2 separate regions of the Mus musculus genome follow, and region 2 is linked to region 1. A link is a contact called in public HiChIP or PLAC-seq data. All regions are on one chromosome and are shown on one strand. The core of a region is the stretch at or near the end of the contact, and the rest is flanking DNA. Distances in the headings are between cores, read along the strand shown. Region 1 has its middle 15 kb from the start of Gm15477. Region 2 has its middle 10 kb from the start of Gm5108.

Region 1 (3,086 bases), core at 177-2,676:
AAACCATTACATTTAGCAAAAATTAATATTAAAAAAAAACAACATTGTCTATCTAGCTCCAGAAACTTTCTGTAGGCCAGATGAATGTAAAATAGAGAGGAAAAAAAACAATTGCTTTTGAAACAGGGTCTCACCTTGTGGCTCCAGGTTGCCCATGAACTAATGATACTGATTTTGCCTCTGCAATTCCAAGGTCTCGGGTTATAGGCAAGCGCCACCTTGCATGGCTACTGACATAAGTAGGTAAGAGGAAATGTTTCTCTGTGACACACAAGAGCACTTCTAATATTTCCCTGTAGAGCAGATAGTAGAAAAAAAAATCTATGGAGTTAAATCCTCATCCTTCCTTTTGTATGCCTATTTCCATAACATATTAGGTAACATGGTCAGAAAATGGGTGTGAAAATGTGAGATGCAATTTTCAGTAGTAGCTAAGAAGTATATTTACAGAGCTCGCCACTCTGCCAAATTTCTCTTACGATAAATATTTCATCCTAAATAATAAGAGAAAAGGACAAGCTTGCATGCTCTCCACTTTGGTTGGTTGTTTAGCAAACAGAGAAGGTAGACATGTATGTATATAGGCTTAAACCACAGTCATTATCCCAGTACAATGTGCTTTGACAATCCTGGCGAGTAGCAGTTGGGATAAGGGTGAGTTAGCTGTACTGGTCACCTTGAAGAAACCTGACGTATTTGGCAGGCATTCAAACGCTGGAGACTGAGTGAGTTAAGGGGGAAATCGATCTGTCTTGCAGCTTTCTGTTCAGAAGCCTGCCTCCTTTTGTTGCAGCCTTGAAGCCTGAGCTCACTTGTTTTGACATTGGGAAGTTTTCAAAGTCCTGACAAATGCTCAGTCAAATTCATCAGGCGAGGTTAAGGAGCCTTCCTTCCTCCTTCTGTGTAGACACGGGCAGCCAATGCAGTGTGCTCAGGAACACAGAATGCGGCTAAAAGCGAGTGGGCTGCACACCCCTCTGGCTCTGTTTGCACAGTCCATTCAACTGTCTGAGCATCTGACATAGCAGAGACACTGTGACCGCCCGAGGGTAGGATTTTGTTCTGTTCTCCCGGAATGGCCTTGCGCTGAGAAAATTACAAGCTTCATATTCAATAAATGTTCCCATCGTGTTTTTTGTTCGGTTGGGATTGGCTGAGGTGACTGGAAAATGAAAGAAAGAGGAGGCCGACCTCCCAGGAGGAGACCACTCTGGATTTCCTTGATTAAGACCATGAAGGGCAGCAGTGTCTCTGAGGGAATGAGGATGTAACCCAGCCAAAGTGGGTTTGAGAGTTTTAAAGGGCAGGAATGGGAACTTTGTACTTCTGCTTGTAAATCTGTTTCCTGTGGCTTCAGGACAGTAAAGGGCAGCAGGTGTTCTTATCCATAGGTTGGCTTCCTTGTCGGGAGCACCTCAGCTTGCCTGATGTTCCTTGTTGTAAGTCATTAACTCTTCATCTCAAACCGTGTGTGTTCCTAGACACCACACCTCTGTGTTCATCCCTGTTGGTTTCCTCCCATGCTATCAATACAACCTAGCCATCATATCACCCTGGCTCCATAAGACTAGTTAGCACCCTCTGGCTCTATCTACTTCTCTGGTCTCCTGAGAGGCTCTGACAGACAGCCATTGGACTGAGGACAGGCCCCCAATGGAGGAGTTAGAGAAAGGACTGATGGAGTTTGCAACCCCATAGGAAGTACAATAACATCAACCAACCAGACCCCCAGAGCTCCCAGGGACTACAACACCAACCAAGGAGTTCACATGGAGGGACCCATGGCTCCAGCTGCATATGTTGCAGAGGATGGCCTTGTCATACATCAATGGGAGGAAAGGCCTTTGGTCCTGGGAAGGCTAGATGCCCCAGTGTAGAGGAATGCCATGTCGAGGAAGCAGGAGTGGGTAGTTGGGTGGGGGAGCACCCTCATAGAAGCAGGGGGGTGGGGGACGGAATAGGGTGTTTGGGGAGGGGAAACTGGGGAAAGGTTTGAAATGTAAATAAATAAAATATCCAATAAAAATGAGAAAAAGGAAGTAATTTTTCTTATATTCTTGTATGATTCTGTACTTTTAAAATATGGTAAATCAACACTAATACATTTACAAAATGTTAGAAAATTAAAAAAAAGAGAAAGAAAGAGAGAGAGAGAGAGAGAGAGAGAGAAAGAAAGAAAGAAAGAAAGAAAGAAAGAAAGAAAGAAAGAAAGAAAGAAAGACTGAAGAGCTGGAGTCTGCTGTCCAGAGGGATGGCAGCAGCAGCAGACATACCCTCGCTTAAGCAGAGTGAAGCTAACCCGTGCTAACTGGATTTCTTTTCTACTTATTATTCTACTGGGACCATGGCTTGTTAGATGGTGCTGCCCATATGCAGGAAAGTTCTTTGCCCTCAGTTGCTCTTTTTTGTTTGTTTGTTTTGTTCACATGTCAGTTTTCTTTTGAAATATCTCACCGTCTCACCCCGACGTGTGTTCTGGTAACTGAGATCAATTTGGTCTTGTTAATTTGGTAGTCAGTCTGGTCAAGCAGATAACTGACACCAACCACAACAAGTCTCTCCCATGCAACGGTGCTGGGTTTTTTTCTAGACAGCTGCGAGCTGTGCCTTAGCTGTGCAAACTTTGCTCTTGATTTTGAGAAGTGATATAGCATAGTTCTTAGGCACAGAGACTTGGAGATAGAGTTCTGCCTTTAAATACTACCTATTTCTGGCTTTTGTAATTGGGTGCATAACTTAACCTCTCTTACTGCAGTTTTCTCACTTGTAAGTGTGTGTGTGTGTGTGTGTGTGTGTGTGTGTGTGTGTGTGTGTATTATTGCCTGTGTAGCCTTTGTTATACAGGCGTAAAGGGTGGGAAAGTATGGAAGTCAGGGAAGTGTGTGCCAAGGATTGAGAGAGCCATGCAGGCCAGCCAGACTGTAGCAGGGTTCAATTCTCTGCACAGTGCCCATGAGGGTGTAAGCTGTGAGGTTTTACTAGAGACCCCAGGATATTAAAAGTTTCACAAACATAGAATGTTTGCCAGGAAGAGCTGCGAGTATGACGTGGAGCCAGCTCAATATAGAGAGCATGGTTTTTGCTCA
Region 2 (3,077 bases), core at 255-2,754, 67 kb after region 1:
ATGATTTTGTAAAGACACGTCAATGTAACAGAGAGCTGTCTACCTCATATCACAAGCAGTGCCCCACCACTCGATGAACTCCAGTGTCTTAATTGGAGTGACATTAAATGTAATGTAACATACAATTTGCACTAACTGCAAACTTACATTTAACAAATTTCTTTCAAGCCTTAGATATTAAAGTTGTATCAGCATACCTTAACAGTCCAAAATAAGTGGTTTATTCTGGCATTTCCATATACGTACACAATGAAGTTGGATAGAGTCCACTCATCTGTTTAGGTTTGAGATTTGCTAGAAATTCATCAAGTTTTACAAGTCATGTATGTTGCCAGGGAAATTAAGGTACCCTTTTGGGTATCTTAATATCATTAATAAAATAATTTAGAAATGGACTCAAAGGAAGCTTACTTTTATTAACATTTAAGGAAAAATGTAATACAAGTTAGGGGAAAAGCCCAGCAGCCACCGGGAGAGATGGAGAAAAATTCATGACTTCTAAGACAGGCATAGAATAGAAAGAGATTATCAGGAAAGGAAATGAAAAGGCACTGCCAAGAGTGGATGTGGGCTACTGGGCAGAGGAAAGAACCCCCAAAAGGCATCCTGCCAAGGTCGTTTTTCGTTCTCCCTCCCATCAGTATTTCCTGGGCTTTGTTTAGTATGTGCTGTTCTCACTGGGCTTCTTCTGCAAAGAGCCTTCTTTCATGTTAATCTTGATTTAGCTTCTTAAGTTCCCCTTTCCTGTCATAATGTGGAGATAGGCATAGTTTTAAGGTTACATGTCTTTGATCAAGTTTCTGAAAGTTAAGGGTGTGATAGAAGTTCTTAATTTAATTGGTTAGCCGTGAACTTCAGGGGAAAGGAACTGAAGAAAACAGGAAAGTGAAGTGGGCAGAGGGGAGTGAGAGAGGGAGAAGACAGGGAGAGGGGGAAGGAGAAGAAGGAGGGACAGAGAGGGGGAGAAATAGAGGGAGGGGAAGATGTGTGTGTGTGTGTGGGGGGGACAGAAAGCTAATGAAAGGAAGAGAAAAACAGGAGAAGGAGAAGAAAGGGGAAAGGAGAGAGGAGGAAAAATGAGAGAGGGTGTAAAGGGACGATCTGGAAAGCATGGAAGGGGCATGAGAGGGAGGTAGAAGGATGAAGAGAGACGGAGAGATGTAGGAAGGAAGAGAAGAAGGGAGGGACAGAAAGAGAAAGACAGACAGGCAGACAGAAAGACAGAGAAAGGAAACAAAGAGTGAACGAGAAGAATAAGAGAGAGAGAAGAAAACAGAAGGAGGGGAAAGGGGGAAGAGCTTGTAAAGGGCAGATCTGGAAGGCATGGAAGAGACACGGGAGAGAGTAAGGGAGGGAAAAAGATGAAGGGATGGAGAGAAGGAGGGAGGGATGGAAAGAGACAGACAGACATACAGAGAGACAGAGACAAAGAGAGTAGTTAAACAAGGAAACAACCAATAAGTGGTTTTGCCCTCACTTTGATCTCAGAGGAACGCTGTGGAGAACAGGCTGACAAGATCACTCCCAGCCCAAGTAGTGAAAGAATAGTTATCAGCAGTGTCAAGGTTTTATGACAGTGGTCACAGCCTCCCAAGTGACATTGCTTCTGTTTCCTGCTGATTTTATGGGTACGGTTCTCCAGAGACAGAAGTATCCAGGAGTTGTGATCAACTGATACAGTAGCTAGGAAAAGGGTTTCCTCCCTGCCCTGTTTACACAATGTGGGTGGGGCAGCAATAGTGTTCTCCACAATGTGCCCTTTGAGCTTAGACACACATCGACCTTGGTACAGCTTGTCCAGGACTCTGAGTGAGCACAACAGGGCTACTGGGATGGGCTCTAGCAGCTGCAACATCAGTTATCCCAGGGCCATGGCTAGTACTCACCACTCCCTGCCTCACTGACTATTCTCTCTTCCAGTTCCCATTGGTTAACACTTCCACCAGCCAGAGTGCATTGCCTAGAACGGCAATTTATCTTTATCTCTGAGGTGTCTGAGTCATCACCAGGGCCGAATTGCTTTCTTTCTGGAAAGACTGGCACCTGAATGCTCACCTTGTTCTTCCACACCCCTCGTCTCTTGCGATCATCATAATTCCTCTTAAGAATTGTACTCCGTTATCTCTGGTAGTATAGTAGCCCTTTTGTTTGCTTGACACCTCCGTGTGTAAGGATCCCAAAGTAAACAGGCTGCAGCACTACTATGAACTCAGGACTAGTGCACTGGGATAGGCTCAATACCACATCCTAAGAGGTAGGTTCTGTTCACGGGGTCCTTTGAGTGTTCCATGGGCCAGGAGCTTAGATGGCAGTGTGTGGTAGGAGCAGTGGATGGTGTAACCACGTGGCCACTGCTGCTGCTTCTTTGCTCCGTTTAAGGATACCTGGCCTCATGGTGATTTTATGTGAGGTTTATAATATTCTGTGATCTCTTGGCTATAGTGCTGGCTGGGGAGTGTAGGGATAGTAATGATGAAATTGTCCCTTGAATCTGTCCAGTCAGATGGAATGTGTTCTTTCCAAAAGCAGTCTGTGGACTTCCCTCCCCCAAAGGCTAGAATGGATTTGTGACAGTGTTAGTCCTTACCTCTGGCTAGATGTTTGGCAGTGGCAATAGCTAGACCACCAACCCCATCACTCACAGCTCCTCTCTGAACACCAGAGACGCTGGTGACAGAGGTTAGGTAACTGAGTTATCCTGTCCATGTGGATGTTGAGTGTCCCATCCTTTGGAGGTAAAGTCTCCCTGTGGATAGTGATATGTGACCCAAAGGCCTGAATTCGAATAGCTTTTAGATGTCTTGTTCTCTTGGTGATTTCTTAGGCATTAAAGTGAACGTGTATAAGCAATGGGGAATGACTATAGTTAGTGATACTTCTCGTAGACTATAGAAACCTTACCTTGTGAATTAAGTCCTTCGATCCTCTCCACCTTTAGAGATATCTTCCTCTGCACACACTGAGGTGGTATAGCAATTTAGGTTCATCCGTGATGACCCGTGAGGAGTCTACAGTGTTCTCTTTTTTTGACTGGATTGATTCTTCCCCTCATTTCTTCTTCCTTAGGGACTTTTCTC

What was found. HiChIP or PLAC-seq counts read pairs in DNA pulled down with a chosen protein or histone mark.
Region 2: an H3K4me3 HiChIP or PLAC-seq map of the SCID.adh cell line shows a contact between it and region 1, with 17 read pairs. The contact joins two enhancer-like sites. A contact is called at or near these places in 1 of 39 promoter capture datasets (pre-B cells), 8 of 484 Hi-C or Micro-C datasets (CD4 single positive thymocytes, the G1E-ER4 cell line, the HPC-5 cell line and 3 more), 3 of 115 datasets of contacts at active chromatin or transcription factors (the SCID.adh cell line, bone marrow-derived dendritic cells and intestinal villus epithelium) and 2 of 9 other capture datasets (adipose tissue and liver).

Annotation. Positions count from the first base shown.
Region 1 is chr5:67,863,310-67,866,395 of GRCm38.p6, forward strand. No RefSeq gene overlaps it. Among named protein-coding and RNA genes, the nearest start is that of Gm15477, 15 kb to the right of the region's middle. Within about 2 kb of position 1,427, at least 23 of the 459 cell types and tissues checked have an H3K27ac peak or open chromatin away from gene starts, as enhancers often do. A contact at or near this core is called in the SCID.adh cell line and intestinal villus epithelium, where this site is marked.
Region 2 is chr5:67,930,122-67,933,198 of GRCm38.p6, forward strand. No RefSeq gene overlaps it. Among named protein-coding and RNA genes, the nearest start is that of Gm5108, 10 kb to the right of the region's middle. Within about 2 kb of position 1,505, at least 46 of the 459 cell types and tissues checked have an H3K27ac peak or open chromatin away from gene starts, as enhancers often do. A contact at or near this core is called in the SCID.adh cell line and intestinal villus epithelium, where this site is marked.